2 separate regions of the Zea mays genome follow, and region 2 is linked to region 1. Evidence: chromatin contacts called from public Hi-C data. All regions are on one chromosome and are shown on one strand. Each heading gives the region's core, a stretch centred on a gene start, on an enhancer-like site or on the middle of the called end of the contact. The rest is flanking DNA. Distances are from core to core; before and after follow the strand shown. Region 1 holds the start of LOC100281580 (smr domain containing protein). Region 2 holds the start of LOC100280504 (G protein-coupled receptor).

The links. Hi-C and Micro-C count contacts between places; a contact is called where the count stands out from the background.
Region 2: a Hi-C map of ear shows a contact between it and region 1, with 3 times the contacts expected there. The contact joins the promoter of LOC100280504 here to the promoter of LOC100281580 in region 1. A contact is called at or near these places in 6 of 25 Hi-C or Micro-C datasets (bundle sheath, ear, endosperm and 2 more) and 1 of 3 datasets of contacts at active chromatin or transcription factors (seedling).

Annotation. Positions count from the first base shown.
Region 1 is chr6:119,468,320-119,471,942 of Zm-B73-REFERENCE-NAM-5.0, reverse strand. LOC100281580 (smr domain containing protein) reads left to right here and starts at 1,821. Exons shown (of 7, transcript NM_001154499.2): 1 at 1,821-2,204; 2 at 2,360-2,411.
Region 2 is chr6:119,613,868-119,617,812 of Zm-B73-REFERENCE-NAM-5.0, reverse strand. LOC100280504 (G protein-coupled receptor) reads right to left here and starts at 2,523. Exons shown (of 9, transcript NM_001153424.2): 1 at 2,243-2,523; 2 at 1,099-1,130; 3 at 598-767. The coding sequence starts at 2,437.

The DNA.
Region 1 (3,623 bases), core at 572-3,071:
CTTATAAAGAAGAAGATATCTGATCACCCTAGGCATTGCCATAAGGTTTTGTCTGAGGCTATGTGGGCTCACATGATATCTAAACATCGTGCAACTAAAATCTCTCCTTTAGAGCTTGTTTATAGACATGAAGCTATTTTGCTCTAGAGATAAGCATGAATGTTGTCATGTTTGATAAGCATAATGATCTACCTATCGGTGATTATTATAATTTGATGATTGACAATATCGATGAAGTGACCGACAAGAGTTTGATGGTTCTAGGAGAAATCGAGAAAGACAAGATCATTGTTGCTAAAACTTACTACAAGAAGGTCAAGATAAATCATCCTAGGTTGGAGATATGGTGTGGAAGACCATCTTGCCACTAATAGTTAGCAAATGGTCACCGAGCTGGGAAGACCCTTATAGAATCACACAGGTAATAGTTAGCAATGCATACATGTTACAGACTTTACAAGGTGTGGACCTACCCAAGGCACTGAATGGTCGTTTCTTGAAGCAATATCATCCTAATATGTGGCAAGATGTTTAGAGAAACTAATATTGACATATTCGAGTTGATTCTAGTCCGCACCAGTGCTTTTGGTTTGCTCAACTTTCCCAAAAGGCAGGGGTATGTGTTGAGCACCATCTGTGGCACTAGGTACGGGTGGACGGTCTGGCCCTGAGCCCTATACGGTCCGGACTGCGGATAGTCCATCTATAGGCGCGGGCAGTCCACATTAGGATTAGATGAGGCAGCTAAAATCCTTTCTCCAGGCATGTTTATCCCTCTAAACCTGTGGGAGTTGTTGGAAAACGCTTAGGAATGGGTCTAGACCCCATATATATTTGAAGGAGTACTACTAATTAAATCATCAACAATCGAATCAATCAATCTAGTTATCATTTTTATACTTTTCATGCCCTAGAAGTAGCAGTAACTTAGCCTTCTCATCTCCGTTTTCACCTCTCTTCGGCTCTACGTCGTCTGAAGGTATATTGGGTGGCATGCCGATCACAAGACAACTCCTAGGATCTTTCCTAACTGAGGAGTCCCTCTCAGGGGTCAGATCCAGATGCTATTAGCGAACGCCGTCGCCTCTGCGTACACGCGGACCATCCGGCCACCAGACGCGGACCGTCCGACTTCGGCGCAGAGAAGAACTCACTCCCGTCGCAGGTCGTGGACCGTCCGACCCTAGATTGCAGACCGCCCACGCTACTGCAGATAGCACCGACATTGATATAGCTCATAATGATTGAAGCTCAGATCGGCGTCAACAACTACCCTTTTGAACAGATGTACTGTTCTGGCTATTTGGAAGAGAGCATTCGTGAGTTGGAGGCGAGATCGGACCAGGATTGGGAGGGAAAGTCCATGCGAAGATTTCTGCAGGTGATGTGTATTTCTCGTGTGCGGAGGGATACGAGGTGTTGATACAGATCTATTGGAGACTTGTTTTTTTTATATTTTTGTTTAAATTAAAGTTTGAGATTAGGATTATTGAGATGGAGATGCTCGTGATGAACCTGGCTGGATATGAGGTGCTTAAATTAAAGTTTTTTTATTTTTCCCCAGAGGCCATGAACCTGGCTGGCTCAGCCAACGCAGACGCGACCAGCACGGGAGAAGCAACCCTGCGCACGGTACCGCACCGGCTCGAGAAGCAGGACTGCAGGACCCGGATCGCCAGGTGCGCGTGCATATTCGTATCGGCCGACGCCCATCCGATCGCCAGGTGCGCGTGCGCCCGTGCTGGACCCGGATCCCGAGGCTGGCCGCCACCCACCGCGCCGCACCCTTCCCCTCGACGCCACCGCGCCCTACACTGGCCGCGCGGGCCCCACCCGGCCACCCCCCGCCGCGTCGGGTCAAACTCCACCACCCCATCTCCCTCACCTCACCTCGCCTTCACCTCAGCTCACGGCCTCACCCGTCCACCCACCCACCCGCCTCGCCTCCATCCACAGCGACCACGCCCATCTTCGCTCTGTCCGCTCACCCCCACCTCTCCGCCCCCGTCTCCGTCCGCACCCGTCCGCCTCCGACTTCCCCGTGGCCCAGCCGGATCCGGAGCCGAACTCGACCTTGTTCAGGAAGGAGAGCCCGAACCGCGGCGGGCGGGAGGGCTCTTTTTAGCTTGCCCCGCCTGAGGCCAGCCGCCCCATGGGCCAGTCGCCTGAGCGCGCTACGTATCAGCTCATCGACCGGCGGGAAGGTACTGGTTTCCTGTTTCCCTGTTTCTTCTCTAGATAGATCTGGTGAATTCCACGAAGATCTGGTCCGAATCGGGTACACTGGGTCGGTCGGTTGGTAATTCCTGTTCCGTGTGTGGAGTTAAAAAACAGCTCTTCTTTTTTCACGCCGCTGTAGGCTGTAGCGTCGGTTGGACGTCGTGAGCGTGCAGAGCAATTAAGCAAAGCAGGTGCACTCTTTGCTCAACTTTTTTATTGCTATTTTGGCTGCGCTCAAGTGTAATTATTAGTATGATTGTGGCTGGAGTTGCAAGCAATTGATGGGTTTGAAGCCTTGAGGGCTTCAGTTTGAGAACGGCTACTAGGGCAGCATCTCAAGTTTATCCGTTGCTGGCTCATTTGATAACAGCATTAATTCGTTATTTTGTTGCCTATTGTCTGCTTCGATTGCTGTTTATGTATGTATACACAACAATGTTTAGTTGACCAGAAAAAAAAACATACACGGCGTTCGCTTTAGCTAAAGCACAGCTGCAACCGCTGCAGCTATGGCTGGAAACTACTCAGTGAAGCACTGTTGAATGGCTGCAGCAGTCGTCTGTTTAAGCTCAGCTGAACAGCTTATAGTTGTGAAATTGGAGGGTGCAAACGAACACCATGTTGCAAAGAAAACACTTCCTTTATGATGCAGTACCCTGCTGCATCTTCTTTTAGTAAAGGACGCATGCATATGAGTGACAGGAAACATCTGCTTTTTGTTTCTGTTTGAACATGCTATCGGTTTTGGGAAAGAAAGCTACAATTCTTGGGTCTTTGGGAATTACCAATTTGATTGATGTTGGTGGTGGCATAACCGCCTCACTGTGACTGGGATAATAAGGAAAATGCTTTCTGAAGCAATAGCGATAAGGAGGCTCTTCTAAGAAAACCTTGGCCGCACTGTCTAATTTATTTAATTGTGGTTTTCATTATAGGAACCAGGAAGTCATTTATTACTATTCAAGTATTATCCTATTGTAAAGATCTACTAACAAAGAGCTACCTGATGCTTTCTGATTATTATATCTACTTCATCTGGCCGTAAATATAGATACATCTAGGTTTGTCGTAAGTCAAACTTAGTCAACTTTGACCATCAATAAAAAATTTATGTACATTGACAATAGGAGATTGTTGTTATTAGATTCACTTTTAAAAACAGTTTCATTTAAGATAAGACTTCTATGTATATGGATAGTCAAAGTTTAAAAAATAGCTTGAGTTGGGACAAGCATGGATGGACATATATTTATGGTAGGGGGAAGTAATTGTGTGTGAATAATAAATGGCTGTAGCCAACCTGTAAGTAGGGACTTTATTCTTGTAGACCACTGCATTTTTAAGAGTATTTCACTGACAAGTTTTCTATTTAGGCTACATTGATGAACCTTGAAAAGTCTACT
Region 2 (3,945 bases), core at 1,274-3,773, 150 kb before region 1:
ATGCTTCCCGTTGCTCCCAACCTGCTCCCCACACTCTAACCTCTCATGAATCACTTCACGCACAATTTGCCAAACGGTTTTCGTCAAATAGATTCACTTCTACTTGAGAATTATTTGGAATCACTCTATTGGAGAATTAGCTCTCGGAGCTAGAGAATCATGGAGCGGAGCTCTACCAAATGAGGCCTAAACATATTAACAATTAAATAAATTCAACAGTTATAGACACAGGTGCAGATTATGGACAGGTAAATGGATTGGAACTTGCAAGATTGGCTTCTTACACGGCACAGAAGGACCCAAAAGTAACAGAAGAAACTGATGAAAATAAGTACACACATTGAATCTAAAAAAATTCTAAGGGACATTATAACCTATGTGTTATCAAACAGTTGCAACACAATACATCAAACATAAATAAATGGTATGGACAATTTTAGCTTTTGTCAAGAACACTGAATCATATGGATAAAAATTTGTTATTTCTTTCAACACAAGGTCTCTCCAGAAACTGTTCTCTAACTTGTCCAAAATGTTACTTAATTTGGAAAATATAAATTCAAACAAAGGCAAATATGTAATCGACAGTTTGCATACCCCACACATATAAGTGGAAAATAGATCCAAATTCTTCAACATCAGTTTTGTGTTTTACAACTGTGCGATGCAGAGTGAATGATATGGTGGTTGTCCATAGAAAAGAAGCCACACAGAAGAAATGAGCACTGTAGTCATGTGCAAAGCAGTAAAATGCATTCGATGGCCCCCTGCAACATAAGAAAACATCGTTAAGAAATGTTTTACCATGAGCACATAACCAAAATATGCATTCAGACACAGAGACAAATGAGAGAAAGAATAGTCTGGTGTGTTTTTCTTAAACAAAAAAAACAATTATTCTGTTTTAATACTGGCATTGATATTTCTTAGTAAGCAGAATACAAGGGTAAGGTTCAAATTACTTGGCCATGAATTGAATAATAAGCATAACTGATTCTGCATATCTTCATTCTGGTAGGCTGTTAATAGCAAAAGTAAATTAACACTGAGCATGAAACTGAGGAAGTATTTATGTGTAGGAGAAGAAATGCAACATACCCCAATATAGTGAATAAGCTGCAAAACATATCCTGCAATTGACAACAAAGTTATCATAAAACATGAAACAGCTAGAGCAATAGCAATAATGAACAAACCAAGCTTCAGCTAATGTTTCTATGTGTCAGCTAAGCAACTAGACATGTAACATCATTTTTTTTCCTTTTTCTCAAAAACAAACTAGTTGTCAAGTGATGAACTAGTTAACTAGGTGCTTATTATGGCCATTGGTTTCAATATTCAACAAAATAAGTAATATGACACCAGCTGATTCCATATTTAAGAATGAACTCTGAACTATATGTATGAAAAATATGCTCCCATTCCCATCTAGTGATCTAGGCAGTAGGCACTATCCAATTGGAGGCAGAGCACATGTGTCCCTGCAACAAATCATAGACTCAAGACTTCAAGGGGGTGTTTGGCATAACTCTGCTCCACTCTAAAGCAACTCTGCTTCAAAACTCTAGGTGGAGCAACTGTGCTCTGGAGTCTAGATTGCTTTCTCATAAGTGCCAGTGGTGGATAAATACCTTCAAACTCCATGTATAGGTTGCTTTTTAAGAATACTGCAGCCTCAAAACTCTATGGAGTTTATAACTCTAGAGTTAAGGTATTGGCTAGCTCTGGCCAGTTTCTCTTGGAGTTTTGCTCTCGAGCGATGCCAAATACCCCTTAAATATCTTAGTGTCATACTTTAACCACTGGAATTGGAATGGTGTTTCAAACAAAATCCAAATCCAAGTGTAAAACATGTACAGTATGTGCTATGACGGCACTAGACTAAGGTTATCACACAACTGTTGAAATCTACCTCGTAGGTGAAAATTGACGATGGTATGCACATTTCTGAAGGTCCAGTTCCCTGCTTACTGATGACACCAGATTCTGGAGAAGTGGAGAACTAATGCATCTAATATGCATAAAATTAACTCACACCTCTTCTAAACTAAGGGTGTGTGATGAATGACCATTTTCCTTGCTAGCCATGAACGACTATTTTCAATGACACTGAAGGCTAACACCTAGCGGCTCTGTGGTTATTCATGGCTATTTTTGAAATAACAGCCACGATACATCGCACAACTAGCGGCTCAAACCCGAAAACCCTTGAAAAGCATCTAAGTTCGAGCAGGCCACTCACCGAGACGGCTAGGTAGAAGACGAGCTTGAAGGAGAACTTGCGGAGCTCGCGGAAGAGGAGGTAGCAGATCACGATGAAGGAGGAGCCTGCCAGCGAGAGCGCCGCAGCGCCAGTGCCCACGGCATCGAGGATCTGCCGGTCCCGCAGTGCCTGCCTCATCGCCGCCGACGCCGCCGCGGCAACGGCCGGAGCCATCGCCGGCGATCTATGGGACGGGGGATGTCAAGTGAAAACGACCGGGGGAATTGTTGATTGCTGGGCTGGATTGGGTTGGGAGTTGTGAATTGTGACCCCGACTGCCTTCACCGTGAAGCTAGTGTGTAATTATCTGGGCTTTCCTCGGTAGTTGGCCTCCTGCGTTATCTTTTTTTAAAAAAAAATCCTTACATTTCTTCAAAATCAATTCAGCCTAAAATGAATGTTAAAAAGCAGGGCAACAGATAAGCTTTAAACCCACAATATGATAGAAGTGTTAAGTAACCCTAGTTAGGGTTATATAGGCAAATACCTGCTTTGCTCCTGAGGGGTCTCACATCTCTATATAAGGTACCTGTACACCCCTCATAATACAGAGATCAGAAAGAGGCCAGAGGCCCAACCCTATATCATGTGTATCGTGTGTTTCCTCTGTCGTGCTTATGGGAAGGGAGACGGGTTCTCTACAGCTTCTTGCACCTCTACTGCTGACGGGAGGGAAGGAAGCGGATCTGGTGATCCGTGGTAACGTAGTTTTCAACACGTTATCAGCACGCTCTACCTCCACGTTGCTGCGGGATCAGATCTGCATCAACTCTTCATCGAGCCGGCAGGTCACCGGCCTAGCCGAACTGTCCTACGCGACAGACTTCGATTACCCTCTACGCAATCGAACGGTATTTTTTTAGATCTACTGTTCATAGGATCTCACCTAGCGGAACTTCCTGCTCTCATGTTTGTTTCGGTGGGAGTCCTTGCTGCTCCACAATCTCTGGTGGGTTCCAAAGAACGTGCCCATGCAACAATCCGCCTAGCGCGCTGCACTGACCTGACGTCGCGCACCGCTGATCCTACTGCGTCGCGTGGGCCCGCTGCTCAATGCGCCTCCGCTGCGGGCATCCTGGCTACCTCGCTGGCGGGCCTCGATCGTGCGTCACACGCGCAGAGAGGAGTGGATCGTCCATGCAGGCAGTTACTGACCGCGAACTTGACTCCGCTAATTGCTCCTACGATAGATACAGGTGGGGCCACTGACTTGCTTGCATGCTGCCGTGAACTCGTGATGGTGCATGTATGTGATGGCGCATGGAAGTAATGGCACATACATGCAACTGCATGGCTGGAGGCCTGGAGCCTTGCGCCCTTGCCCATCCGGACGTGCATGCAAGATTAAAGACGGGCATGTAAGATTAATGAAGTGGAGTCAACGCCTCCAGCTTTTGTGGGTCCTTTTTAGATTTCTTTTCTTCGTGATGAAAAAATGAGAACCAGAATCGTGGACTAGTTCAGTTGGGTTCAGTTATACCTGAATAAAACAGATTTTATGTTACGGTTCCTACTCTAAGTAATTATTTTCTACAATAAATATTAGTAAAAAATACATGCTCTATATTATTTATTCTATTTATTTCCTGTTGTAAATAACAAGTAGAATAAAGCATATTTTATGTTACAATTTCTATTTTAATTAATTATTTCCGGCAGTAAATAATTAGTAGAAAAATACA